4 separate regions of the Mus musculus genome follow, and regions 1, 3 and 4 are each linked to region 2. Evidence: chromatin contacts called from public HiChIP or PLAC-seq and promoter capture Hi-C data. All regions are on one chromosome and are shown on one strand. The core of a region is the stretch at or near the end of the contact, and the rest is flanking DNA. Distances in the headings are between cores, read along the strand shown. Region 1 holds the start of Dusp19 (dual specificity phosphatase 19). Region 2 holds the start of Dnajc10 (DnaJ heat shock protein family (Hsp40) member C10). Region 3 holds the start of Nckap1 (NCK-associated protein 1). Region 4 overlaps Pde1a (phosphodiesterase 1A, calmodulin-dependent).

The links. HiChIP or PLAC-seq counts read pairs in DNA pulled down with a chosen protein or histone mark. Capture Hi-C pulls out chosen DNA fragments and counts their contacts.
Region 1: a contact with region 2 is called in a promoter capture Hi-C map of liver. The contact joins the promoter of Dusp19 here to the promoter of Dnajc10 in region 2. A contact is called at or near these places in 9 of 39 promoter capture datasets (the C10 cell line, the HPC-7 cell line, cranial neural crest and 5 more), 4 of 484 Hi-C or Micro-C datasets (CD4 T cells, nephron progenitors, pre-B cells and 1 more), 4 of 115 datasets of contacts at active chromatin or transcription factors (bone marrow-derived macrophages, embryonic stem cells and thymic regulatory T cells) and 4 of 9 other capture datasets (adipose tissue, liver, macrophages and 1 more).
Region 3: a contact with region 2 is called in an H3K27ac HiChIP or PLAC-seq map of microglia, with 10 times the contacts expected there. The contact joins the promoter of Nckap1 here to the promoter of Dnajc10 in region 2. A contact is called at or near these places in 14 of 39 promoter capture datasets (the 3T3-L1 cell line, the C10 cell line, cranial neural crest and 9 more), 16 of 484 Hi-C or Micro-C datasets (CD4 T cells, CD8 T cells, LSK cells and 11 more), 13 of 115 datasets of contacts at active chromatin or transcription factors (CD8 T cells, the SCID.adh cell line, bone marrow-derived macrophages and 10 more) and 3 of 9 other capture datasets (adipose tissue, liver and pancreatic islet).
Region 4: a contact with region 2 is called in an H3K27ac HiChIP or PLAC-seq map of DN3 thymocytes, with 9 times the contacts expected there. The contact joins the enhancer-like site here to the promoter of Dnajc10 in region 2. A contact is called at or near these places in 13 of 39 promoter capture datasets (the HPC-7 cell line, cancer-associated fibroblasts, cranial neural crest and 9 more), 3 of 484 Hi-C or Micro-C datasets (cardiomyocytes, cerebral cortex and cortical neurons) and 22 of 115 datasets of contacts at active chromatin or transcription factors (DN3 thymocytes, the NIH/3T3 cell line, bone marrow-derived macrophages and 15 more).

The regions. Positions count from the first base shown.
Region 1 is chr2:80,612,072-80,619,434 of GRCm38.p6, forward strand. It overlaps Dusp19 (dual specificity phosphatase 19), which reads left to right and starts at 5,143. Exons shown (of 4, transcript NM_024438.4): 1 at 5,143-5,535. The coding sequence starts at 5,313.
Region 2 is chr2:80,312,916-80,320,273 of GRCm38.p6, forward strand. It overlaps Dnajc10 (DnaJ heat shock protein family (Hsp40) member C10), which reads left to right and starts at 2,551. Exons shown (of 23, transcript NM_024181.2): 1 at 2,551-2,890; 2 at 4,334-4,684; 3 at 6,245-6,407. The coding sequence starts at 4,481.
Region 3 is chr2:80,575,705-80,582,800 of GRCm38.p6, forward strand. Nckap1 (NCK-associated protein 1) reads right to left here and starts at 5,478. Exons shown (of 31, transcript NM_016965.3): 1 at 5,154-5,478. The coding sequence starts at 5,261. It also overlaps the pseudogene Gm13688.
Region 4 is chr2:79,862,639-79,869,291 of GRCm38.p6, forward strand. Pde1a (phosphodiesterase 1A, calmodulin-dependent) reads right to left here. Exons shown (of 16, transcript NM_001159582.1): 12 at 5,592-5,673; 13 at 2,984-3,104; 14 at 2,400-2,587. Among named protein-coding and RNA genes, the nearest start is that of Ppp1r1c, 160 kb to the left of the region's middle. Within about 2 kb of position 2,848, at least 12 of the 459 cell types and tissues checked have an H3K27ac peak or open chromatin away from gene starts, as enhancers often do. A contact at or near this core is called in DN3 thymocytes, where this site is marked.

The DNA of each region.
Region 1 (7,363 bases), core at 3,893-6,392, 300 kb after region 2:
CCCCTCCTCATTTTTCTGATACTCGAATGAGACCATATGTGGGACTTCTCAATCTTGTGTACTAGATCCCCTCATTTAGTAGAGTGACATCCAGAAATTCACATTTTCAGAAGATAATCTTCTTAGGAAGTTTAGAGTCCTGTGGACAGTTAGTTGCCCATCTGGCATCAATACTCAAACAACAGCTATGTTATACATTCGGTCTTAGTTAGGGTTTCTACTGCTGTGACAAAACACTGTGACCAAAAAGCATACTGGGGAGGGAAGGATTTATTTACACTTCCATATCACTGTTCACCTTTGAAGCAGGTCAAGACAGGAACTCAAATAGGGTCCGTGGAGGTAGGAGCTGATGCAGAAGCCATAGAGGGATGCTGCTTCCTGGCCTCCTTCCCATGGCTTGCTCAGCTTGCTGTCTTACAGAACCCAGATGGCATCACCCACAATGTGTTGGGCTCTCCCCCCATCAATCACTAATTAAGAAAATGCCTTACAGCTGGATATTTTGCAGTCATTTTCTCAATTGAGGTTGTCTCCTTTCAGATAACTCTAGTTTGTGTGTCAACTTGACATAAGACTAGCCAGCACACAGTTTTATATCCCAAATTGCTTCTCATTTCTGCATTAATCCTCTATTAGTAAATGGCAAATTTATTACTCAATTGCTCAGGCCAATAATTTTGGAATTATCCAAATACCCTTTATCCTGTTAGCAATTCCTTGAGGCTTCATTCTTATATACAAACAGCCCCTAGTTGTAATGTTTTGATTTACGATGTTTTTAATTAATGATGATTCCAAAGTGATAATTTTCTGTGGAAAATGCACTTTGAAAATTTATCTTTGCCTTGATTAGCAATGTGAATTACTCTGCTGTCTTGCAGTGCTGGGCAGAGGCAGTGAGAGCTGCCAGCTGGAAGTTAGCCACTGGAGGAGAAAAACAAACAAAAACCCCAATGTTCTATTGAGGGTGCGTGCCTGTGCTTCTGTCTGTAATAGGCTCAGTCTATCAAATGCACTTAGAACTTACATTTCAATATGAGATGGATTTTGTGGGATAATATTTCATCTTAAGTTGAGAAACATGTGTATCTAGAATAAAGTCTTGTTGCTTCTCTCTCTGTTGTCATTCTAGTGTGAGCAAGTGCCATCTTTCATCCTGACTATGACAGTGGTCTCCTCACAGACTTTGTTTGCTCCTGCCTTAATTCCTCTAGAGAATAAGTAACGTATTGCTTGTCAAAGACTCAGTTTCATTGGAAGCAGATTGGGGTATAGTTCAACATTTAAGATTTTTAAAAATGCTTTTGGTGGGGTGGCGGGGGTTAAGGAAAGATGGCTAAGTGGCTAAGAGCATTGGCTGCTCTACAGAAGAACCCAGATTCAATTCCCAGAATCCATAGGGCAGTTAACAGCTCTCTGTAACTCCAGTTCCTGAGGAGCTGATGCCCTCTTTTAGCCTCTACAGGCCCTGCATGCGTGCAGTGCACAGGCGTACATACATGCAGGCAAAACACCTGTGTACATAAAATAAATAATGAATAAATATGTCTTGCTAAAGTGTTCTTGGGAATCAGTACTCATAAAGGGGGAAAGGAAGCAAGACTGAGCAGGCAGAAGTCAAGTGGTTACATAGACTTTATGAGAGCCTTGGGCAACCATGTTCTGTCCTTTAGAGTTACAGTGACCTTTTAGAATTGTACCTAGTTAGGCTAAGATTACCAGGTCTCTAAGTTCCCACATCAATCATTCAGGGGTGTGACCTCAGATAGGATCTTTCTGAAGAGGAGGAAGACCTTGAAGAAACTGTCCCTTGGCTGGTCAATAATATTCAGAGCAGTAGAAATAGCAGGCATTTTCTCAAGAGGCTTCTGGTTAATTCAGAACAGGGCCCATTGGTCTCACTCAGACTACAGCTCTCACTATCTCTCAGTCCATAGCTCCATATATATATATATATATATATATATATATATATATATATATATATATATATATATTTAAGTAACTCACTAAACCCATTAGCCACCTAGCCTTATCTTGGGCCTCCACACCCACCTCTCCTACTCCTCAATATTCTCCTGTCTGGACACTAGCTGAAGCTCGTGTCGACAGTAAGTGTATTTTAGACATTGGCTATGATCTTTTACCCAGATACTGACTGCTGAATGTTACTCAAGTCTATTTCAAGATTTATTGTATTGAATGGGCCTTCTCTCACCAGCCCGTGCTCCATGAAACTACGGAAGTTTTATTCCTCCCATGAGCATGAGTATAACAGCATCTCCTGGCAGTGCATTACGATGAAGTAGCCTTACATTCAAAGAGACTGGATCTGTATCTGGACCTCACAGCCAGTGAAGAACACATTCTGAGGTCACTTAAGACTCAAGACTGGGGACTGGAGAAATGGCTCAGAGGGTAAGAGCACTGAGCTGCTCTGTCTGAGGTCCTGAGTTCAATTTCCAGCAACCACATGGTGACTCACAACCATCTGTATTGGGATCCAATACCCTCTTCTTGTGTTTGCAGACAGCAACTGTGTACTCACATAAAATAAATTCGTATGATACTGTGTACAGCCTGTACACTTTAACCCACTTTAAAGAAAACATGGTAATGCTGGTGCTGCTGGCATATACACACCTTTAATCCCCCCACTCCGGAGGCAGGGGGGATTAAACAGACAGGGATACACAGGGAAGTCCTGTCTGGAAAGACAAAACAAAACAAAGAAAAATAAAGCAATGTAACTATCAACCTTACTTGCCTGGGATCCCCCATGTAATTACCTTTAAAACCTAATGTAATGTATAGCTGCAATCTAAAATTATATAATTATTAAAATTAATATTATTCTATGGCCCTAGCCCATAATAATGTGTATCATTTGCTGAAAGCAGCAAATGCAGAGGTTAAAATCAATATTATAAAAATGAATATCCAACATATATGTTGAAGATGCATTTGTATATTGACTGATAATATTTGTAGTACTATCTGGGTCAGTTGGAGCCAATGACTGATTTGCTTGTAAACCTCTACTAGAGATTTCTATGAAGTATGTCATTCCTTCCTTAGGCGATGCTTTCAGTGCTGCTTGAAAGACACAGACACACACAGAGATGAAACACACAGTCAGGCAACAGATAGGCACACAACGACAGTCAGAGACACAGGTACAAGTACAGATACAGATACACAGAGACAGATACAGATATACAGATACTGGGACAGATACAAGGACAGGGACAGAGTGGCAAGACAGCCTCCAGTCAGGCACAGATTCAGACTCATACAACAGACAGAGGAAGGAAGCCATAGAGGGTATGACGTACATTTCAAATCTGGACTCACTCTTGGTTCAATGGACCCTAAAGGGAAGTACCTTTATTTGTTTTTGTTTTTGTTTTTGTTTTTGTTTTTGTTTTTGTGAGACAGGGTTTCTCTGTGTATCTCTGGCTGTTCTGGAACTATAGAGATCCACCTGCCTCTGTCTTCTCACTGCAGGGATTAAAGATGTGTGCCACCACTGCCCAGCTTATTTCTCTTTTTAATGTGATGCTGATACATTATTAATTATTAATCAGCATTAATCAGAGTTAATTATTACTGTATTTAATCCATGCAGCACCCAGTTCAATTAATATTTGTTAATACAGTTACTGTAATTTTGAGGGCAGTGCAGCATTCCATAGTAAAGAAACCATGTTTCTCCAGTTGTAAACTATATATATAGTTTGTGGTAAAGTAAAATGACATAATGTCTAAAGTATTGTTATATGCCGAGTGCATATCATTAAGTATGTGAAATTTGTTAGTAGAGTGCTGGGTATATAGTTAAGTGCTCATTGTTAGATACATGGATTGATTTATAGTTAGAGCTGTTTCTGAGGAGCCTGTGGTCAACTAAATGAAGCAAACAATTTACAGTTCACTTTGGAATCCCCAGTAGATATTGTGGGCAGATAACTCCATTTGAAGGAGAAAAACTTTGGCTCATATCTCAGGTGTCCATAACAAAAACTACAAACTGTGTAGCTTAAGCAAGAAAAATTTACTTCTTGTGGTTTGGAGGCCTAGAAGTCCAAAATCAAGGTGCTGGCCTAAGCAAGGCTCCTGGTGTGTTTGTTCCTCTTCCTTGACACCCACTTCTCCCAACATCCTTCCTTAATCTTGCTTCATCTAGTACAGTTTTCATGAAGCCATTAACCTTGTCGTATGTCTTAATATAATACTAATTATTTCCCAGAGGTCCTCGCTCCAAATATTTGAACACTTGGACTCATAATTCCAACTCATTTTGAAGGGGCACAAAAATTCAGCCCATAAACTTTGTTTCGAAAGCAACAAAATGTTTGTATGCAGTGCTGAAGAATACATTTTTCTAAATCTTAACGTTATGCACTGTACTTAAATGATCTTAAAATTCCATTTTATTAAGGGTTAATAAGGAAAATTTCAGTTGAAATCTTGCAGTCCCCGTTTGCAAAAAGCAATCGTCTTTTGTAAGCAGAATCGTCATTCTATTCATCTGTTTGGTAAATGTTTATGCTTTTCCCAACTACGTATAGACTTATTACCATTTACTCTGTATAAGGCGTTGAAAAGAAGGAATACACATATATTTTAACCCTTGCTAGTCTGTAGAAACATATACTTAAAACAACTTTTTAATGTAGATTCTATTCAGTTGGAGCCTCACTAGCAGACTCAGTGGTTCTATCTAGTCAATGTTTCTTCTAGAACTAACGGCAGAGAAAAAAGTGAAGGCAGAGGAAACGAGGGGCAGCCCCTGGGGCCTTAGGCTTTTGTGAGTGAGCCACAGGAGACTCACACTGGGGTGGGAAAAGGCCGTGAGGTCAGCTGCTGTCATCTCCGTAACCAGTCTAACACTTCCAGAAAAAACGAGACATCAGCTCTCTCCAAATGAGTCTTAGCAATGAATATTCCCCCACCCCCACTCCCGCTCCCCGGGTCCAAAACTAAGCTAAGATTAAAAAACCAAGAGTGAAGGAAGACACGCCCAGATAAAAAAGCATCTGAATAGATCCGGAAGACCCCCAACTTCCGTCAGATGAGAAACGGCATCCAATCGGCGCCCGTTTCTTAGCAGCCAATCAGCTCTCACCTTACAACGGTGCTCGGGAAGCAGGCCTGGGCTGTGCTCTTCTCTGGAAGGGGTGAGGTTGTCACTGCAGGGGCCAGCTCCAGTAAGTGGCTAGTGACTGACTAGCAGTGCAGTGCCTTTTTTGTTTTGTTTTTTATTTCTTTTTTCTTGAGCTTGCTGCTTTTCCTTCTCCGCTCATGTAATGCACTCCCTGAACCAAGAAATCAAAGCATTCTCCCGGGATAATCTCAGGAAGCAGTGCACCAGGGTGACCACGCTAACTGGAAAGAAACTTATAGAAACCTGGGAAGATGCCACAGTTCATGTTGTGGAGACAGAGCCCAGCGGTGGGGGTGGTTGTGGCTATGTGCAGGACCTTACCTTGGACCTGCAAGTTGGCGTTATTAAGCCCTGGTTGCTTCTGGGTGAGTAGACTGACTCGCCACTTCCTTGTGGAGTCCTAGGCTGGGTTCCTTTGCCATCAGCTTCCCCTATGCACACTAATTCCCTATGCACAATAATATCAGCTATCCTGATGTACAGTTGAAATGTTTACTTTTTTAGGTTAGGAACAAAATAGGGACGTGTCTGCCCGCACAACCTTCTTCTGAAAACATAGTAGCACTTTGACACCTGATGATTGAGTTTTAGAAGAAATGTTCCTCTGTTTTTCTAACTTTCTTTAAAAGATAATGGGATGTTGTATTTTCTTGTATTATAGAAAAGACTATATCCTTTAAAAAAAATGCAAAAAGCAAGTGGCTCCTTGGCTGTTGAAGGGATGTTGAGGGCACACGTCCTTCCTGTGGCTGCATCTGCTCGTGGTGCCTGTCTTTGGGTGTTAAACACAGGGCTTCTGCTTCATAGCTATGAACCCGATGGTCTTATTTCTTGTGCTATGGAAATACTGAGTTCGTATACAAGCATCGCCCACAGATAACAAAAGAAACAAGCTTGTAAGAGAACTCACTTGTTACCTTGTTGATCTGGGATGGTGTTCTGTAGAAACCAGCCTGTTCCATAAGTCTGCATTGGTGTGCATTTATGAATGAGAAATTAACACTTGGACACAGAACCAGGAGTTAGACACACCCACAATATGAACTATACACAGCATATAATTGTTTTAAAGATCTTCAAATAGGGATTATCTTTATATTACAAACAGGAATTGGCATTAATATTGGTTAAGTAATTTGCACAGGCAATAGATTCAGTAAATAGCAGAGATGTCCAAGGGGATTAGGTCTAAGTCTGACTGACTCTTGCACACCATCATAGTACTATGTTGTTTAAGGCTGGACTTACATTAGGTGTTCCAATTCATTTATCCTCTCAAAACTGCAAAAACCCATCTGCTTACATTATTTTTTAGTTTGTTTATTTTGTGTGCATGTGTGCATAAGTGTATGCGCGTGTAGTGTGTGTGTGCATGGCACTACACCTCCCCAGCTCCTGTCTGCTTTCACTGAAGGGACATCCTATAAGGTTGTTTTGGCATTGTGATTTTTTTTTTTCTTTTGGCAAAACTCAAGTCCCACCATGTATCCTAAGAACTGTCACATACATTTTCTCTAGATTGACTCAATGAATAGGACCAGATAAAATTTGCAGTTTAGAGAAAAGAAAAATACCATCTTCTAACCAATGAAAAGCAGAAAGTGAAGTGACTTTTGGCTGAGCTGGCTAGTTCAGATCTTATGTCTTCATCTAAGAATGAGATTATTTATATTCATACTTTGCAACCCCCCCAAGCGTTTTCTGACCTCCACAATTGATCACCAACTCTATCTCTGTCTGTCCTTTGTCTGTCTTTCTCTCTCCCTCTCACCCCCTCTTTGTCTTTCTCTCTCTTATGTACACAATAAACAGAAAAAAAAGTAAGTGAATAAATTAGCAAATACTTTTAAAAAAAAAGAATCTTAATTGGCTGCAATTAGAGCTGTCTCAGAAGCTGAGAGAGGATAGTAACTAGTTCAAGGCCTGCCTGGGCTCCAGAGTGAGGTCGGATTGAGCAACATAGTGAGAGTCAGTGATAGAGTACTTGCTTCAACGCCACAAGCACACCTAATACACAGCATTTATGTTTATATCAATATTGTCTTAATTTGGAAGTCACTTAGAAAGTAAAGCAACTATAGTCGACCTGACCTGTCTGCTTCAGATATGGAGAGAGAGAGAGACAGAGACAGAGACAGAGACAGAGACAGAGACAGGGACACAGAGAGAGAATTACCAAGGCAGTCAGTGTAG
Region 2 (7,358 bases), core at 1,301-3,800:
GCCTCTAATAGTTTTGTAAACATAACCATGAATATATGTGTGTGAACATATGGTCACTGCCTCTCCACTAAGAAGCAATGAGTGCTACAGTACTAAGGAGCAAGCCTTAGATCTTGTAATCAAATATCATCTTCAAAGTAATCAAGACTTCTTGGAGAAACAGCTCCTGTCAGTACCAAAGCAGGAAGAGCCCAGAATGACCCTAGAAAATCCTACTGTGTACAAAAGCATCTAAGCTTAGAGAATGGTAAGATTGGCAAGATGGCACAAAAAAAATTTTTTAAGAGTTTCAACTGGCCAGATATAAAACTACTTAAATTTCTAAGTAAAAGAGAGTAACAGGTTTGATCAATTTTATAAAACAGGAATCTATGAATCCACAAAAATACAATAAATAAATCGAAAGCTTAACAAGAAGAATTTATTTCTCCAAGTAGCTCCCTACAAAGGACATCTTATTAAAAGTAAAATGTAACTTACATGGAAAAAAATCACAAAAATCCTCCTATTCAAGTTATTTACCACTACCAACAATGGGAGAAACAAAAATTTGAGACCATCAGATAAGACAGTGAGAATACAATGCCATTTGTTACATGTCTGTCAAATGAACACAACTAAATCAAATCATGAAGAATCCTCAGTCACATAAAAATAGGATCTATCTATAGTATCTATAACACAACTGGCCTGAATTCTATACAAGTTTAAGACCTTGAAATCTGGGAAAACTGGATAAACATTTCTCATTAAGGAAGTCTAAAACACGATTGTGCTAAACAGAAAAAAAGAAAAATAGCTCCTTACTAGATCCTCATACTGGGAAGTCTTACTGATAATTGGAAAAACCGGAATCTGACATTTGTGGACTAGACACTGATAATGTGTTCACAGAAACTTCCCATATTCGAAGGTTGTACTTTTAAAAGAAAGCATCCCATCTGTGAAAAAAACACACACTAGTTTTGGGGGGTGGGGGGGGTCATGGGAGAAGTCAACTTACTCCCAAACTTTTGAGAAAAACAATTTTTTTGTACTACAACATTTAATTCCTTGTAACTTTAAGATCATTTCAAATTAAGCAAAGTCATCCTTACATAAAACATTTCATCACTTAAAACTCTTCTTCAGCTTCCCATTGAAAAGGGGGAGGACTTTTAAGTTTATTTTTAAAGATTTGTTTATTTTTATGCACATTGGTGTTCTGCCTACATGTCTGTGCAAGAGTGCCAGAGCCTCTGGAACTGCTGTTACAGATAGTTGTGGGCTGCCATGTGGGTGTTGGGAATTGAACTCTGTCTTCTGGAAGAGCAGCCAGTAATCTTAACCACTGAGCCATAAAACCTCTTAAAATGAGCTGAAAGCTGTTGGATGGTCGTTTCTACCTTTTGGTCTTACTGTGATCTGTGTTTCATATTTTTTCCTTCCTAATTACAGATATATTTGAATAACTAACAGGCTAATGTGTCCCTCTATCATCCAATTTATTAGGAGCAGAAAGTCTTTGCTCTTGTTACCCACCAGTACATATCCCAGAGAAGAGAAAATGTTTTACACACTGCTTTAAATTACTTGTGGCATGCTGCCTGTGTGTCTGTGTTTTCTCTGCTTTTCCTTTCCTAAGCATCTCCTTTGAATCCTCCCTTCAGGAGTTGCAAACTATGTAAGATGCAACTCCAGTCCTTTACAATAAAGCTTTAAGAAGCTTCCTTACCATCTAAAAATATAAGTTGAAATGTATTCACTATGGTAACAAAAACCTATTAGTTTCCACTTGATTCTTCAGTTCTCTGTTTTGCTTTTAGATTTTTTTCTAAGGAGTTTTGGATCACCGTGGCATAATGAACTAGGTTGTTTAAGTGTTAATCTTATTTTCCTCAATTTTTAGTTACCCATTTATTTTCCATTTTGACATGTGTATGATAATCAGCTGTATCTCCCGAGAATATTTTAGGGCTGAGTTAACGCGTGTGTACTTCGGCCAGTTCCTGGTACAGGTTAACAGCTGCTACTTCAGGCTCTTTCTGATATTTCTGCCTTTGTTCGTTATACTTCCGCTTCTTTCCTACAATATGTTGGTTTAGCAACAGGTCCTACAGCCATAAAATTATTAACTGACATCTGGTTAACTACCCAAAGACTCACTATCAATTTCTACTTATTTCAAATCACTACCACCAGCTTCCATCACTTCCTCTTTCAGGGACTTTAATGTGTCTACTTCAACGGTCAAAGTGTCATGACTCAAACACTGCAGTTTCTGTAACAAATCCAGTAAAGGAGAGGATCAGAAGGCAGATTCACAAATCCAGAAATCCTGTAGAACGCTTCATATTTGTTGATACATAAAAGTTGTAAACAATTTTATTTCTAGAAAACTTTAATTATTCTGTCCGGTCCCTGGCAACGGGGTCAATTCAGACAAGTTCTCCACTTTCTGCCAAATCTGCCCTTTCAAGGATACCCACCCTTTAACCAAACCTCCAGAGAGCCGGATCTCTCCACCCGGGTTTTCCCGTCGCCCTGGCAACGGGACCGGAAAAGGCGGGCTTCACACCCTTCCTTCCGCCAGCGGTTGACTACGGCCGCAAGATGCCTGTGGGCCGCGCTGCGGGATGCTTCCCTATCTCTGGCTAGGAGCGGGACCCGCAGCCACCGCCGCAGCCACACAGAAGGCCACGTCAGCCTCGGCGGTCCCACCCGTCCCTCCCTGCTGGCCACCCGTCGGCCTTCGCCCACGCCTTTCCCACAATGCCCCGCGCCAGGCCCCGCCCCGCCGGCGCGACGGGAGCGGCAGAATTGCTGCTGCGCGCGTTCGCAGGCAGCGTCCGGTCCTGCCGGGTCCGGAGCTCGGCGACCTGAGGATGGGGCAGTAGCTGAGGACGCCGAGGTGGGCGCGGGCCGGGCTCCACGCACTGCGGGGGCATCAGGGAGGGAGGACGCCAGACCCATCCCACCGCCTCGGTGCCCCCATTGCGCCGGGTTTTCACGGCCCCCTCCACCCCACCTCTGCGAGCCCCCTTCTGCTCGCACTTTCTAACTCGGGGTCTCTCTCCCTGGTCCGACCTGGGACCTCAAGGCGCACCCTTGCCAGCCCCGTACCCTCTGTCTTTCGCCTCTCCCCGATCCCGCTCTGGAGCGGTGGCAGCATCCCTCATTAACACTGCGTTTACCTGCAGCCTCACTGGCCCCAGGCTGTTCAGTTATTCCCAGGCTTTGCCTGAACCCACCCTAAGCCGAGGGACACCTTATCCCAAAGTCGCCTTTGTTGAGATTTGTTCTTCATTTGTTTTCCTTCCTGATGGTTGTCAGTCTGGGTATTTCTGTTTTACTGTCAGTATATTTTACAAAGGGCTATTAGGGGAGGCGGGTGAAAAAAGGGAGTTAGACGTGAGGTGAGGCCTGTTCCCAGGTAAGGAGAAATACTTAGAAACATATCCGGACTTAAGGGAAGAGAGCTGAAACTGAGGAGGTTAGGGAAGTTAGATCTTTTTTTTTTCCCCCAAAGCATTTGAAGATATTAAAGAGGACTAGTTTAGCTGTAAGGTTAAATGTTAGGGTTTTACCCTCAAGCAATGCCTGGTGCTCTTTGTTTTCCTAGTTTTTACTCCAGACAGGAGCTTTACAGTGAAATTGCATTGATTTGCAATTATTATAAAATATCTTCTCTTGGTGCTAACACTTTAGAGAACTTGTGTGGCCTGCTTTTTTAAGTTATCTATTTTTATACTGATGTTCTTAAACGGTTATGTAAAAAAGTACAACCCTCTTGGAAAAGCTTCATGCTTCCTTGTTTTTCCCTCGAAGGCATTCTCTACAAATGAGATTAGATTTAAAAAAGGAACTTGATAAGCTTTCCAGGCGTGGAAGGAGCTGAAAGGGAGGAGGTATTAGAAAGGGCAGCGTGCTGGGAGAGAAAAGAAATACTGCTGAGTCTTATCCTGGTAGCATCATATTGACCAGAGCCTTTGTGTCTCTGTCCCTGTCTCTCTCAGTATCTCTGTCTCTGTCCCTCCCTCCCTCCCCCATCTCTCTCTCTCTCTCTCTCTCTCTCTCTCTCTCTCTCTTTCTCTCGCATATGTGTGCCTGTGTTTTTCTTGAAAGCTAGCTAGCTACTACTACTCATTACCTTTTTCCTGCTATCAGTGATTTTACAAACATGCCTACCTGAATACAGGGGCAAGGGAGGGTCCTGGAGAATAGGGGTTCAAAGCTATTCACAGGGATGTGACCTTCAGTGTGGAAACTGTATTACTGGCTGTGTCGCTTGACAAATCATGCTATAAATGTTAAGTCTGAAAAGTATTTTAACTGCCTGGTTTGCTCTCTTTAGGTTAACATTTCTGAGCTGTGTTCCCGAGATGCTTGATTGACCCTTGAAGTTATGTGGACAGAGATTCTCACGTGTGTCTATTTTAACCACCGGACCCAGCATTGTATCTTAATGTTCACATAAGTCAGAACTTTCATAAGAAAGAGAATGGGAGTCTGGTTAAACAAAGATGACTTTATCAGAGACTTGAAGAGGATCAGTCTCTGTCTTCTGATACTGTACGTGGTCGTTGTGGTGGGCACAGATCAGAATTTTTACAGTTTACTTGGAGTGTCGAAAACTGCAAGCAGTAGAGAAATAAGACAAGCCTTTAAGAAATTAGCACTGAAGTTACATCCTGATAAAAACCCGGTAGGCAAACTTTCTCTTTTAAATATCGGGATATTTATACTGATGTGCTTAAACGGTTATGTAAAAAAGTACAACCCTCTGGGAAAAGCGGGTTTTCACTCTTTTTAAATCAGTGAAATGCTTAAGCATACTGTCGGAAATTGTAATTTGGGAACTGTAGATGTAATTCAGAAGTAGCGCCCTTACACAGCAGGCACACGACTCAGGGGTTCGATCCCCACCACCTGAAACCCAGTTCATCTGTTAAAGTAAAACCAGGAGAAGCCAAGTACAATGATTTTGTTGGCATCAGATACATAGTTACCTCTTCTCTGTAAACTGATTTACAGCAGAAGTAGAGACACTAACCCCCAAGTCTTGTCTGTGAAGTGGTGTTCACACTCAAGTGGGTGATGAACCCATAGAGACAAATCTGCCCTCAGAATTCAAGTGTCCTGCAGATGTGACAGCAGTCACTAGTCACAGCGTGCTCTAACTTTCTCTCTTGTTCCATGCCCGGCTCCAGCTTCCGACTTAAAAACTTATAAATGAAACCTTGACAGCTCCAAAGGGATTTCCAGTTGTAACTATTTGATTGTCTACCCAAGAATCTTTAAAAACAGATTGATTTTGAATGTTATGGTTTTTTAAAATTTAAAGTTTTTTTTTTCATTAATTTTTAGCTTATCATATGAGAGGACATGATGGAGATAATTTCTGAAGTAGAAATTTATAAATGAAATTATTTTGTTCAATTACATAATAACTACATTATAAACTCTTAGTTAATTATCTTTCCCACAGATCTGTATTATATTTAAATATTTGTTCTTGTTGTTTTACAAGTTTTTGTCTTAAAATTTCCAAGTGTGATTTCCAGAAGCCGAATCTGTGAAACAGTGAAGAAGTTACATTTTTCAGTCCAGTTTGGAATTGCTATCTTGGTATTATTTCTTAATTAATAAACTTGACTCATTAAAAATACACTTGCCGGGCAGTGGTGGCGCATGCCTTTAATCCCAGCACTTGGGAGGCAGTGGCAGGCGGATTTCTGAGTTCGAGGCCAGCCTGGTCTACAGAGTGAGTTCCAGGACAGCTAGGGCTACACAGAGAATCCTGTCTCGTAAAAACCACACAGAAAAAGAAAGAAAAAAGAAAGACAGACAGACAGACAAAACTACACTTTATGTTGAATCTCACCAGAGAACATTACTATTGTTACAGAAGTAACACAGTTTGGAGTAAAGGCTTCAAGGTCCCTTAGGTTTTATTAGTTGCATTTTTTTCTTTCAGCATTTGTTACAAGAGAATTACTGCTCTTTACCCATTGATCTTATTTGGATACTTTATATAGACATGAGAAACTGTGTTGCCGAGACTCACACTTTCCCCATTTGGACACTCTGCTTCCTTAGAAGGACTTCCTTAGTTCTTCTTGATGATTCTTGGTCTGTTGCCTTGCCCTGCTTTTTCTGCTGATATCTAGTATTCAGGGATCGCTGGAATCAATTAAAGCTGTGTTTCTGAAAAGATTCAAATTGTGCATTTGAAGTAACTATTGCATCTAATATTTTTTAACAGAATAACCCAAATGCACATGGTGATTTTTTAAAAATAAATAGAGCATATGAAGTACTCAAAGATGAAGATCTACGGAAAAAGTATGACAAATATGGAGAAAAGGGACTTGAAGATAATCAAGGAGGCCAGTATGAGAGCTGGAGCTACTACCGTTACGATTTCGGTAAGGTGATGTTACTCCTGCAGTCTCAGTTGTCTCCTCCCTCACCCGTGCTGGGACTTTATGCTCTCCCACCAGGCTGTCTCCCCACCTCAAGTCTTTCTTAGTATGAGTGAAAGAAAAGTGAGTTTTGTTCTACTATTTAGTTTGTACATTTCATATATGTTACTGTGATTAGTGTTTTCTAATGTACTCTCAAGCTGAGTTGAAAGGTAAGTGGGTTAGAATTCAGAAAATACTATACATACATGAGGGTATATTGGTCAGATTAAACTTAATATTCATATGTATGGTTCCTGTTAACTGAGTGTTTTATGCTGTATGTTGCATTAGAAGTTAACTATTAAAGCTTTTCAAAACTTTGAAGAGCATTACATTACGTGTTCCAACAAAAGCTGAACTTTTTAAGTATAATGGCAGCTTATGTGGTAAAAACACTGTCCTCTCCCAGAGCTCCCTGGGACTAAACCACCAACCAAAGAAAACACGTGGTGGGACTCGTGTCTCTAGCTGCATATGTAGCAGATGATGGCCTAGTCGGTCATCAGTGGAAGGAGAAGCCCTTGGTCTTGCAAAGATTCTAAGCCCCAGTATAGGGAAATGCCAGGGCCAGGAAGGAGGAGTGGGTGAGTTGGTGAGCAGGGGGAAGGAGGGAGGGAATAGGGGATTTTTGGAGAGGAAACTAGAAAAGGGGATAACATTTGAAATTTAAATAATGAACATATCTAATTTTAAAAAAAAGCACCGTCCATCCTCCTTGTGTGACACCTTTGTTGACCATGATTTTACATGGTGACAAGATTAAGCAAGAAAAACAAGAGGAGAGGGGGTCACAAAGGAAAGAAGGGAACGAGGAAGAAAAGATCGAAGTCACATCAGGTCACAGGTCACAGAACCAGTGTTTCATCTTGTCACTAGTTAGCTTCAAATGCAGGCTAAGACCTGACATGCTTT
Region 3 (7,096 bases), core at 4,228-6,727, 270 kb after region 2:
CTGACCTAGAATGTCATTCTCAACCCACAAACATGTCATAAGACTTAGAAAAGGAAAAATCTAAGTACAGGGAAGTATAATTTATATGCACATAAAAAAAAATTCTAAGGTTAGAGAGATGGCTCAGGTGGTAGACTCTTGCCACCAGACCTGATGTATAGAGTTCAATTCCTAGCACCCACATGATGGATGAAAAGAACCTCCCCCCACCCCCCAAGATGTCCCTGACCTTCAACACACACACACACACACTCACGGTATTAGCTAAGGTATTTTATTACATATTTCGTATCTTTTTTTGATCGGTCTACTGATCATTTTCCATTCCTGCCTGTGCACTACGGACATGCCTGGGACCGCTAGAGGCCAGAGAGAGTGTCAGATCCTCAGGAACTGACGTTAAGAACAGTTGTCCGTTACCAAGTGGGTGCTGGTAACAAACCGTGACGCTCCGGACGGACGAGTAGCTGGTGCGTATAACTGCTGAGCCATCTCTCCACTTCAAAAACCTTCTAATTGATTTATTTTGTGTATGTAAGGGGGTGGGGGACGAAGCTCACATGTGCCATGGAGTACACGTAGAGGTCAGAAGACAGCTGTGCACCTCTTTTCTTCCTCCTTGTTTGTAGACAGTGATTTCTGTGCAGCCCTGGCTATCTTGGAACTTGCATGGACCAGGCTGGCCTCAAACTCAGAGATCTGCCTGCCTTCATCTCCTGAGTGTTCACCACCACTTCCCAGCTATTATATATATATGTGTGTTATATGTACATATATGTATGTATGTGTATATACATACATATATTAAGGATTATTCTCAGGTCACCATGCCTGGTTGAAGTCATGATGCCTCTGCTCACTGAGCCAACTCACTGCTTCTAAAATATGCATAGTAGCTTCTTTAGAAACCTGGCTATGAATAGATCCAATTCACTTTTTACATCTGAAAGGAATATGTAACTAAAACTAATATGTGGTAATCTTACAGAAATGTACTAGCACAGGAATAATTTCCCTTTTTATTGTGGACTACTTGTGATGAAATCTATGGACCTGGATGGAAAGATCATTTTCATCATGTTTTCTGTAATTATGAATGGAGATTTCTGTTTGCACTTGTGATGTATTAAAGGAGAAAGAATTTAAAATTTTAACTCAAATTTCTTTAGTAAGATATATTTTGTAACAACATTGCAGATTACAGTTATTTTTCCTGTGGAATTTTAGTGGGTTAATTGAAGGTATGTGCACATGCAGGCACACATATCGGCCAGAGGTCACCCTTGGTGTCATTCCTCAGGAGTTACTTTTTTTTTGGAGACATGGTCTCTCACAGGAACCTGGGGAGGTTCAGGCTGGCCTATTAGGTTAGGCTGGCTGGTGGCTACCAAGCTCCAGGAATCCACCTGTCTCTCTCTCCCTGGGGCTGGGATCAAAACCCTGGCATCTTAGGTCAGCACTGGGTATAAACTCAGTTCTCAGGCCCGTGTAGCCAGCCCCGCCGTGGTCTCCTCAGCTCCCTCTATGGTTAAGGTTAAGGTTTAGTCCCTGGTGCATTTTAACGTGTACAAGATAAAAGAGCATAAGTAAAACTAACCGAAATAAATAGGGCATTTTGCTTAAAATGGGGAGTATACTTAAAACATAAAATTAGAATGAAGAGAACCAATGAGATAAAAATTTTCTTCTGTAATTTTCATTTTGAAGGACAAACAGTGAGGCTGGGAACTTAGCTTGGCAGTAGTCCATTTCTAGCATGCCCAGGCTCTGGGACTTGGTTCCCAGCACTATCTGGGGTATGACATCACAAGATCAAAGATTAACCTGTACAATGAAAGACTATGTAACCTGCAGCACAAGAAATGCAGTCAGGAATCACAACTAACCTAAGTTTGTTTCATTAATAGTAAAGTAATAGTTCAATTAATAGTAACCACACACCTAAAATTTTCACCCACTGTTTTCAATATTGCATTTGTTAGTGAATATAGTAAGCTCTTAAGATTTTAAGAGTTGATACTGGTCCGGCAGTGGTAGCGCACACCTTTGATCCCAGTACTTGGGGGGCAGAGGCAGGCGGATTTCTAAGTTCAAGGCCAGCCTGGTCTACAGAGTGAGTTCTAGGACAGCCAGGGCTACACAGAGAAACCCTGTCTCGAAAAACCAAAAAAAAAAAAAAAAAAAAAAAAAAAAGAGTTGATTCTAAGAATTTAACAATATTGTAGGTTTTGGTATACTTGTATATTTTTTAGTATACTTAATTAGACTTAATTTGTCAAATAATTAGACAATGATGAACTATTCTTTGTTAAAGTACAATACTGTAATATTTTAATATTTAAATTGTTAATGTGTAAATAGATCTGTACATATGATTACATGTATATATTACTTACATAGTTAAAGTATAAAACTGTAGTATTTTAATAATATCAAACTTCATAAATCTTAAATTGTTAATGTGTAAATATATCTGTATATATGATAATTTCAAATAACTCTTAAAAGAATGGCCTTATAAGCTAATCTTTTAGGTAATGTCAATGTTGAGACAGCTTCCTCCCTATTAATCCATCTACTGAATGTTTTCGCTAGCATTGGAGTACCAGGTGTATTATTCCAGTGTTGAGACATTCTCATCTCAATGGGAGAGATGTGAAGCTAGCTAACAAAATGCAGTGTTTAAGTAGGATTGTGAAAGACTTGAGACAGTGGGAGATGTTAGACTAGGAAAGATGGGACTATGTGTAAGATCATTTATTCCAGCTTTAGAAGCTCACCACCATTTGAATTCCATTCTAGGGGATCTAATACCTTCTCCTAGCCTTGGTGCACATCAGGCACACACACATGCTGCAGAGATACATGCATTCCAAACACTCATGCTTATAAAGCTTTAAAATCTAAAAGAAAAAATAAAAGTAAATGAAAGATTATGTGATTTATACTGTCATAATAACGTAGATAACATGAACCTTATACGCACATGGGGAACAGATCTTGCTTCTTTGGCAAGATATCTGAACAAATGCTTCACTCTGTAGCCAGCTGGGAAGAGGTAGGCTGGCAATTCCACAGGCTAAAGGATTCAAAGTCAACCTAAAAGGCCAGCAAAATGGCTCAGAGCAGAAAGGCACTTGCAGCTAAGCCTGATGGTCCCAGGAACCCTCTGAGGTGGAATAAGAATGTTCTCACAAGCTCTCCTCTAACCTCCACACACATCTGCTCTCTCTTCCTCTCACAAAATAAACATCAGATGCATTTAACATGAACACTGTCAATTTCAGCCAGCTCTGATCAAAGCCTTGTGAGCTAGATAATGCCCTCAATATTACTCTTCCCATAAGGAACCCAGAAGCCAAGGAGGCAAAAAATATTTCAAAAAGCTATAAAAAATATGTACGTGCTGAAATATACAGCATTTCTGTAACTCAAATGCTTGGCAATTAGGTCAATCACATTCACGCATTTTCCATTCTAGTCAACACAAGAGCCTGAATGAAGTTTCTCAAAACAGGAAGTGAGAAACACTGAGAAAAGGCAGCGATCTGGAATCCGAAGTTTAAATGCTTAGAATTCCACTTACTATTACCCATGGAATTAAAGTATCAAAGTTTGTTTATACTTATACTATAAAAATGTTTAGTGACTTGGCCAAATTAAAGACAGTATTTTACTCAAATACTCAAATCACTTTTAAGGTTACTCTCACTTCCTCTTCTAGAAACCATCATAACCATTTCCTCTAACCACAAAACCACAGGTCTGGTAGCTTTTAGGAACATTTGACTTGCTGGGGTTTCGCATATAGAACTTAATTTCCAAATTTCTTAAGCAGTGAAATTCAAAGGCTCTCATCACTGCAACGTATACAAGCTTAATTCTTCCAACCCCCATGAAGTTACGATCAAGGGGTGGATGTCATGGTCATGGCACAAACGCAATGGGTTCTTCCTAGCTCCAAACTGTGCTGGGTGTAGAGACAATCATTAAAGCCAAGTGAGTAACCAGAACAACACAGCTATCCCATTCCCAACGTTTACTATTATTCATTTAGAGAGTGTGCTTCAGAATTGCAGTGTCAAAAGCTAACTGTATAAACTGAATAAAACAAGTTTATACTGGAATGCTTTGATTCTAAATTTTAAAAAGAATCTTCAGGATACTCACAAGCAACCTATATCCTTTTGATATGGTCAAAAGTATATTTCACGATATATAGATAGATAGATAGATACACACACACACACACACACATATATAATTTTATAAACAAGATTATTAAAGAAAAGACACAGATACACAGAACCCCGCAAGGATGGACTGGTATAAAGTGTACCAAAAGGAAACTTTTTCTCTTTACCAAATTCAGTGAGGCTTAAAATAAATGGATTTGAGGTTGTTTCCCTCTAAGGTAAATTAATGGCAATCCTTTTCCACCTTTAGATCTACTTTTCTTCACTTCGATACAGCCTTCCACTCCCTAATCTGAAGACACTCAGATTTTCAATGGGTCCACTGTCTAGTTGCTCAAATCCTCGTACTATGTTGCGAAGGAGATAGCAACGGGAGCACACTCGGTCTTTATTTTATACAGCCATTGTACTTTAAGGAATGGTGCTTTGGTGCTAATCAGATAGGGTTGGGAAAACTAAAATGAGGAGGAGTAGGGAGTAAAGGTGGTTATTCCTGTTCTAGTGACTCACAGCCTACAAGTATTTCAGACGAAAACCGGTTCCACCCTCACTTCCCCCTCCGGTCCATCTTCAAAATGAAATTATCCCAAACGTCAACACGCTGTCGTGGGGGTGAGGGGCTTGATTCAGGGAACGAAAAATCAAGTGGCCAAGTGGGGACCAGAGGGTCGATCGCCGCATTCCCACACTCGCAAGCCAAGAACCCCGGGCCCGTTCGCCGCAGCCCGGGAAGGCCGCGCGCCCTCCTTTCCTCCCCGCAAACCAGAGCGCCGCGGCGGCCATGCGCGGCCCGGCCGGTTCCCGCCGCCGGGAGCCGGGAAATGGCTCCCGCCTGCCCGCCCCGCGGCTCACTCTAGGCCGCGGCGCATCCCGGAGGCCCCGCGCGAGCAGGCCGAGCTGGCGCCCGCGGCCTTTTCCCCCGCCGCACCCCGCCCGGCCTCGCCGGCCCGTGCGCACCTTCTTGATGTTGTAGAGGCGCGTGAGCATGCCGACGCCCCGGTCGTTGAGGATGGTGAGCTTCTCCGCCAGCTTCTGCTGACTGGGCTGCAGCACGGAGCGCGACATGGTGCGGCCGCCGCCGCCGCCACCGCCGCCGGGCGCGCTACTCCCCGGCTCGCCGCCTCCCTCAGGCCCGCCCGCCTGCCCGCCCGCGACCTCCGCCTCAGCGCGGCGCGCCCATGCCGTGCGCCCACCCGCGCCGTGACACAGCAGCCGCGGCGCTCGCTTCCGCCCGCCGCCCTTCCGCCTCCACCCGCGGCGCTCTCCGCCCCAGTACACCCCCCACTCCCGGGCCGCCTTTCCCGGCTCCTCCGCTAGGTGTGGCGGCGGCGGCGGCGGCTGAGAACGAGTCGGCTTCCCGCAGCCGGGACCGGCGCTCGGTCACCTGATCGGCCGCGCCGGCGCCCCCGCGAGGCCGCCGGGAGAACTGCGGCCGGAGCCCGGGGTCCGGAGCGCCCCGCCCCGCCTCCTCCGCTCCGGGGACCCCCAAGCCGCGGTCCTGGACTTCCCCCGAAGTTGTCCCCGCTCCCCACGCCCCAGGGCCCGCACCGCCGTGGGGACGGGGACGGTGTGTTTCGGGAGACTTTGGCCCCGAGAGGAGCCTGGCGGCTCCGAGCTTGTTTTCCTCCCACGCCTTGACAGACGCTCCAGGGAGAACGCGGCAGATGTGTGCTCCGCACGGCGGGCAGCGCCTCGCCACCTCCCGGTGCTCGCTCCCGCCTCCAGCTGGCTTCGGAGGAAGGAGGTCGGAAGTAAGGGCAGCTCGAGTTCCTTAGATTATTATGAAGGGACTTATCATGGACCAGCACCCATCCGGAGGAGACACGAATAGGCTCTGGCATGTGGTAAGCAAAATAAAAAAGCAAAATAAAAAACAAAACAAATTTTGTTCCGAGTAAGAGGGTTCGCTCCCAGCCTCCACCATAAATCCCAATCGTTTCTGGAATTCTACTTTTCCACCCCATCACCAACCAAATATTGTTTGTCATCATCTCACTCCGTGTCCACTCCTCATCACACAGGGTTTCAAACTGGAACAAATTGTGTCTCCATGTGAATGACTACAATGAAAACTTGCACTCCAGGGGACTTGGGATATTTGGGGCTTTACCTAATATAGTCTAATTGTGTATCGTATTCATGAATTTAAATCAATCAACCCACCACCTTCTATAACAAGGCATTCTGAAGTTAGTAAGAAAATGGATTCACAGGCGGACAGTGGTGTTGCACACCTTTAATCCCAGCACTTGGGAGGCAGAGACAGACAGATTTCTGAGTTCGAGGCCAGCCTGGTCTACAGAGTGAGTTCCAGGACAGCCAGGACTATACAGAGAAACCAGTATTGAAAAACCAAAAAAAAAAAAAAAAAAAAAAATGGATTCACCAAAGCAACTTTGTAGTGAAATGTAACAAATTGTTTCTAAGACATTTTAAAAAGCTACTGTAGCGCCTAGTCTTCCAGAACTCTACCAGAGAGTATACAGAATTCCTTAAGGGCTGTTTAATACTCCTGGTGAAGGCTGGGCATGGTGGCACATGCCTTTCTTCTCAGCACTTGGGAGGCAGAGGTAGGCCAGGACTATACAGAGAAACTCTGTCTCTAAAGACTTCTGACACTCAGGGGGCAGAGGTGGGCAGCCAGAGGTACACAGAAAAATCCTGTCTCAAAACAAAAAAAGTTCTAGTCCTGCCAAAAACATCTTAACATTTATCTGTCGGTGTGCAGTCTACATAGAGCTACATACCTTGAATGTATATTCTTTCTCTACCTCCACCCCCCCCTCCGTTCACGTCTCTCTCTTTTCATCTCAAAGACCATCTATTTAGCTCTATTGAGCTCTATTGAGCTATTTGTTCTGTTATTGACTAATTGAGGCATTTAACTTACTTGGTTTCTT
Region 4 (6,653 bases), core at 1,598-4,097, 450 kb before region 2:
AGCTTCAGTAGACACTGTATCACCTTCATGTTTGCATCCCATCTCAGATAAGAAACACACTCTCACTTCAGGGACTGAAGGTTGTTTGGTAGTCCATAGCAGATTAGCATGGCCATATAAACTGACAGTTACTGACTATCGAGCAGACATCTTTCTGTTTTCATGTTTCCTATTTTCATTTGTTATTGTGAGACATATTCATATAAGTGAGAACATCTCATATTCTTGGTCCCATGTTGGTGAACCTGTTTAGAAAGGACTAGGAGGTGTAGGCTTGTCAGAAGAGATGTCTCCCTGGAGTGAGATTTGAAGTCTCAAAAGCCCACACAATTCCCACTGCCCTCTCTCTGTTTATGGTTATAGATCAAGATGTGAGCTTTCAACTGTTCCTTTGTGAACTCTAACCTCTGAAACTATAAACCAAATCAAAGCCTTCTTTTATAAGTTGTCTCAATCACAGTGTTTAATCATAGCAGTAGAAAACCCAACATACAATTATGTGTGTATGTTATATACGTACATATAGATTCCATGCATACAAGAGAATAAGCATGAAGAGGTCAGATTTAGGATGTGTTGGAAGGAGAACAGACAGGATTTGATACAAGGAGGGATGTAGAGTTTACAATGTTTAAAGTCATATGCATACACATGTATGTATTGTATACTCCGTATCACGATCATCTTTAGCACCTATGCATTTTATAAATATGTGTCTTAATTAGGGTTTCCATTACTGTGATGAGACACCATGACCAAGGCAACTTGTATAAAGGACAACATTTAACTGGGGCTGGCTTGCAGGTTCAGAGGATCAGTCCATTATCATCAAGGCAGGGAGTATCCAGAATCCAGGCAGATATGGTGCAGGAGAAACTGAGAGTTCTACATCTTGATCTGACTGCAGCCAGGAGAGAGACTGGCATCCACAGTCAGCTAGGAAGAAGCTCTTTCAAAACCCACTCCCACAGTGACACACTTACTCCAGCAAGACCACACCCACTCCAACAAGTCCATACTTCCTAATAGTGCCACTCCCTAGACTAAGCATATTGAAACCAGCATCATATGCATAGAAAGTCTCCTTTCAGACATCTAAAGTCTAACTTCTTGCTCATGCTGTTGCACACATACTGGTGCAGGTCTCTCTCTTTTGTTTCACAGTTTGGAGTTTAGTCTACACTTTCATCTTTCTCCTAGATGGCATAAAACTGCCTCATTTCTGAACCTGGGTGACATTTTTGCAACCCAAACGAAATAACATTTTCTGCTATGTAGTCAGAGAAATCATTGTTAGATGTTAGTTGAAATCACTTACATGTCGTCTGAGAGATAACCCTACATTTGGCTTTCCTTTTGGGGGACCAAATAAATGGCCTGGTCATCTACATCTGGAACTACATTCCCCTACACTATGCCTGCAGAGTTCCAACCTGCCCCCTTTCTCCCCTTTTTCACAGGCTTCCCTGTTTCTTGTGTGGGAGGCAAGCTAAAACTCCTAGTTTGTACATGGCTATTCCATGCATCTGTTGGAAAAGGTCTGATCTTCCATGGCAGGCTGCTCCCTAGCCCTCTTTCCCCTATCCTCTTCTATTTATCTACACCATCACTTTCTTTGTGAAGGCTTTCTGCACATCCCTATTTCAACTACACTCCTGCTCATGTTTAGCATCACTGACCTTCCTGAAGACTGAAGCAGGTCTACTCAGTTTCCTCTCATTATGAAACCACAGTACCTTTAACAGCCAATGCACACAGTGGTTTCTACTCTGGATACCCAATAGTTCATAATGCTTTTATTCATTTAAAATTATCCACTGCAATTACGCGCGCGCGCGCGCGCGCGTGTGTGTGTGTGTGTGTGTGTGTGTGTGTGTGTGTGTGTGTAAATGTATCTGCAGTTGTCTACAGGGACCAAGAGAGATCCTGGGGCTGGTGCTTATCATGGGTGCTTGGAACAAAATCTGGGGCCTCAGCAAGAGCAGCAAGTACTCTTAACTACAAAGCCATCTTTCCAGCCCCAAACTTTTACTTTTGACTAAAATGCTAGACACTCAGATAGATACAGCAAGAGCTAGTGGCTTTGCTTGGTGCTGGCACAGGCTTGCAAGTACCAGTGACAAAGCACAGGGGTTCTTACAGAGTTTGTCATCATGTTACTATCCCTTATTTCACATCTGCATGGCCACCATCCATCAGCACACACATCTGCAGCTCAAGTGACATAAGCAGGAGTATCCTTTCTTAGCTAGCAATGGGACCAACTGTCTCATGAATGATCAATTTCAGAAACCAGCAAGAGTTTGTGTGTTTTATAAAAGAAGCACATCAAGTGGAAGAAAGCACAAATTATTAAGGAATTAGCGACTCCTTAATGGTAGCATCATCAACAACTGTACCTTGGGCAGCCAACTCTTTCCACCTCTCTTTGTTCTGCTGAATGATGTCCACCAGGTTGTTTTTGAAACTCTTCAGATCCACAGCTGAGAGCGAGTAGTCTGGGGCATAGCTCCCATCACACACGGAGCCTTTTGTATTTGACCGCCTCAGAGAGTCAGCAACATGGAACCCAATCATGGTGGACGAGCTACCATTGACAACGAAAAAAAAAAAAAAAAAAAGACAACTAGGTCAAGAGACCATACGAGACAGGTTTATAGACCCATTAAACAACAGTCACATGGGCCCAGATGTAACACGTGGCAGGTGCTTAACACAACCCCCGTCCTCTTTCCCACATGGAGTGTATTCTGACTATGATGTGGCTTCTACTCACTCCTCCCAGTTCCTTCCTCCCACCTCCCCTCCCATCCATACACCATTTGTGGACCATGATCAGTTGCAAAGGGAGTGCACTACAGTATATAGACACTAGATGGCAGTACTACCTAATAATTACTGCAAGAACTGCAGGCCTACCTTTGAGGAAAAGAATAATTACTGGGTAAAACCTTTAATATATGCAAACGAAGACCTATTATACCTGCTTGCCCCGTAGTTTGAAGACTGTGACTTTGAAGCTTCCTCTATAAGAGGAATGACAATTTTCTCTGTTGAGTCCGTCAGGAGAGAAAACGTTGGCTCCACTATGAAATCAATGAAACCTAAAAAAGCAAAGCACACAGAATGGGAGATCCAATCAAGAATCACAGTTTCCTAAACCACACGGTAAGCCACAGTGAGGACTTTCTGGTACACATGCAGAAAAACAAGTGCTCACTAGAGAACTGGCTAAGCTGTGGACAGTAACAACCTTCAGAGGCAGCTACTTTGGGTAATAATGCATTCAGTAGTGAGAGCTGATAAACTAGACTTCCTTAGCCCAAGGATGTGATCTTTCCTATCTGACATTTTACGCCTTATGCTGTCCTAGCTCTTGAGCCAGTTCTAATGATCAAGAATGTCTTTTCTTAGGGCCCCCAATGGAGGAGCTAGAGAAAGCACCCAAGAGCTGAAGGGGTCTGCAACCCTATAGGTGGAACATCAATATGAACTAACCAGTACCCCCAGAGCTCGTGTCTCTAGTTGCATATGTAGCAGAAGATGGCCTAGTTGGCCATCATTGGAAAGAGAGGCCCCTTGGTCTTGCAAACATTATATGCCCCAGTACAGGGGAACGCAAGGGCCAAGAAGTGGGAGTGAGTGAGTAGGGGAGTGGGGGGGGGGGGTATAGGGAACTTTCGGGATAGCATTTTAAATGTAAATGAAGAAAATACCTAATAAAAAATTGGAAAAAGGAAAAAAAAAGAATGTCTTTTCTTCTCAGTGAGAGGACATTACTCTTATGAATGGTCTTCGTTTGGTTTTTGGTTGTTGAATGTTATGCACACCAGAAAAAAATAAATTCTATCTAAACTCTAAGAAGACCAGATAATTAAAAGTCCCCAACCCTCAGGCCACAGAAGGACAGCCACTTTTATTTTATCCTATTTTTTTTCCTGACTGCATCAGAGTGATTTATCAGCACATCCTTATTTCAAATTGCTGTTTATTATTCTCTGGATGTAAAGCATTCGTTCACAAAGTGTGGGCATATGCTGCCGAGCCAGCAGAGAGGACACTACAATCTCCAGGCGACAGCACTAATCCCACCACTTTGAGATGTCAGCATTGAGTGCTGACTTAGATTTAAAGTGCTCATCAAGATGGAGAGTGACAGGCAAAGAGCAGAGCCCTGACCATGGATGTGTTTGCTTCTTAGTAGTGAGGAAAGGGGGATTAAAAACAATAACCATTTTAAGCTCTGGGACTGCAAAACCTTGTGGCCCCAAGAGCTATTAGGAGCTTCTGCCTTGAACCCACTGGAAATAGATACTAACATCTAAATACAAGAAAAGAAGGGTCTGGAAGTGACATACATGCAAATTATCCATTGAATGCTTGCCCAAAGTCGTATATGCTTGACACTTCTCAAGTATATGTTGGGACACATCTCAAAATTTACAAAAAATCCTACAATAATCTTGTATCTTAATACTTGAATTCAAAGTGAAGTTAACTGTTCCCCTAGACTTTTAACTCACTAGAGCAGGTAGACTGTCCAGTGAGTCCGTACCTCTTTCACTAAGAGGAATGTGTATCAGAGCCACTAGCCACCGAATCAGCCCAGCTTGCTTGATGAGATTCTGAGTTTACAACATCCACACTTTCTGAATGGTGATAAACACCAGATGCTGTTTTATTGGCTGAACAGTGTTTGGAAGTTGTCTGGGAGGGGAAAGGGTTATAGCCAGCCACTTTCCTACTGTCCTGAAGCTCTGTAATAGCTACACCAGAGCCCATGTCTGGAGAAGGGATACAGATTCATACATCACATGGTTCCGTAAGGGGGAGGCTGGCTGTCGGAATATTATCAGAGATGGGCAAGCATAGGAAATAGTTTAGTAACCTGGGACTCAGCTGGTTGTGTTACACATCCCTCTTGTCAGTACTGCTCTTGGCAGTCTAGCTCCTTGTATGCTCCGTGCATACACATATCCCTCTTTATACAGTTCATCTAACAACCATAGACTGCCACCTGCATCCTGTTACATCTATAGCCCTCTAAAGATAATGATAGGATTCCACTTCCCTAACAATAGTCAAAGCTAGAATAGTTTCTATTCCATCAGAAGCATTCTAGGAAGTGGGCTACGTGGTAGGAGAATGACCATGTGGTCTAATCTAGCAATCAGAATATAGAGCTGCTGTAAGTATATCCCTTAGAACCTGGCCTCCCCTTCCTTCAGAAGACATCAAGAGACTCTGGGCTGTAACATGGGTCCCTGGTCAGGGAGATCTATTGCTTTCCTTTAAATTTAATTCCCTTGCTATTCCTGAAAATTTTGTATGGGCTTTTAATTTAACTCCTTGGCTAAGAAGACAAGAACCTGGAAACACCTGACCTTGGCCAGCAGTAGTGGTTTATTGAATGCATTTTGTAAAAATACTTCATTGATTTTTCCTTCAGCATTAGCTAGATCAGCCTGAAGCCAAAGCTTATCCTGAGTGTAGAGTGAGGTTGGTCTGGAAGACTTTGAACTACATAGTACCTGCATTTGAACACCAACAAGTCCCACCCACTTTTCGGGGCCACCATTCTTCAAAATTACCTATTTGCGACTGGGCAACCATTGTTGACTTCCGATCACAAAGTGGAGAAAATGGAAGCCCTAATTCAGCTTCTTTGTCTCCCTGGGGAAAGAAAGGTGAATCACTGGAATCAAGCTGGAGAACTTAAGAAAATGTGTAGTCTAGATATAGTGACTTAAAACAACCACATTTCTTTAAAGCAGTAATACCTACACAGTTATTTCATTAAAGTCTATTTTCTCCTAAGGAATTTTCTAGTGCTAGTGCATCTCTAAATATCTTTGTAGTATCCCAACCCACTGACTCTAAAGTGAAAAACATTTCAGTTTTCTGAAGACCCTATAGTCACTTCAATGCATTATTGGGAGATTAATTGACCACCAAGCTTATGGATTTTTCTTCATTTTTTTAGATTTTGCTTCACAAAGCTTTAAAAAGCAAGATTTTTTTTGTTGGACTGCTCTTTCAAATGAAATATGCATGAGTATTTTGAAATCTCTTTCTTCTCATCGACTAAGATTTATTAAATATCCCACTACAAATAATGTTTTTATCATAGGTCTAGAATACAGTTCAAGAATATCATCAGTGGTTAATTACTGAATAACAATATCCTTAAGAGTTTACATTAAAATACTAATGGCACTATCATTGTTTAAAATAGAAATGACAGACTATAGCCTATATCAGAAGAATAATATTAAAGACAGACATTTATTTGGTATTTACAATACAATTGTCCTTGACTGACACTATAATATTTGCATTTGGCTGATGTTATTGTTAAATATCTGCTATGTATAGCCTAAGAACACTCTAACAGGATACCACTCAATAGGCCTATTTCTATATTATATGGTTCTTTGGAAGACTGAAAAGGATTAATTAGGGTTGAAAAAGGCATGTTGATGTTCTGCTCTGTGTAAGCTCCATTTTAAAGACTGCAGTTAGCACATTTTCATCTAAGACGTAAACACTTGACAGTGACATGCAGATCTGGCCTTCCTGTGGATGGAGTTGGGGAGGTTAATGTTGTTTTTCTGCTTCATGTACCTTTCAATTAATTTAGAATATAAAATTCC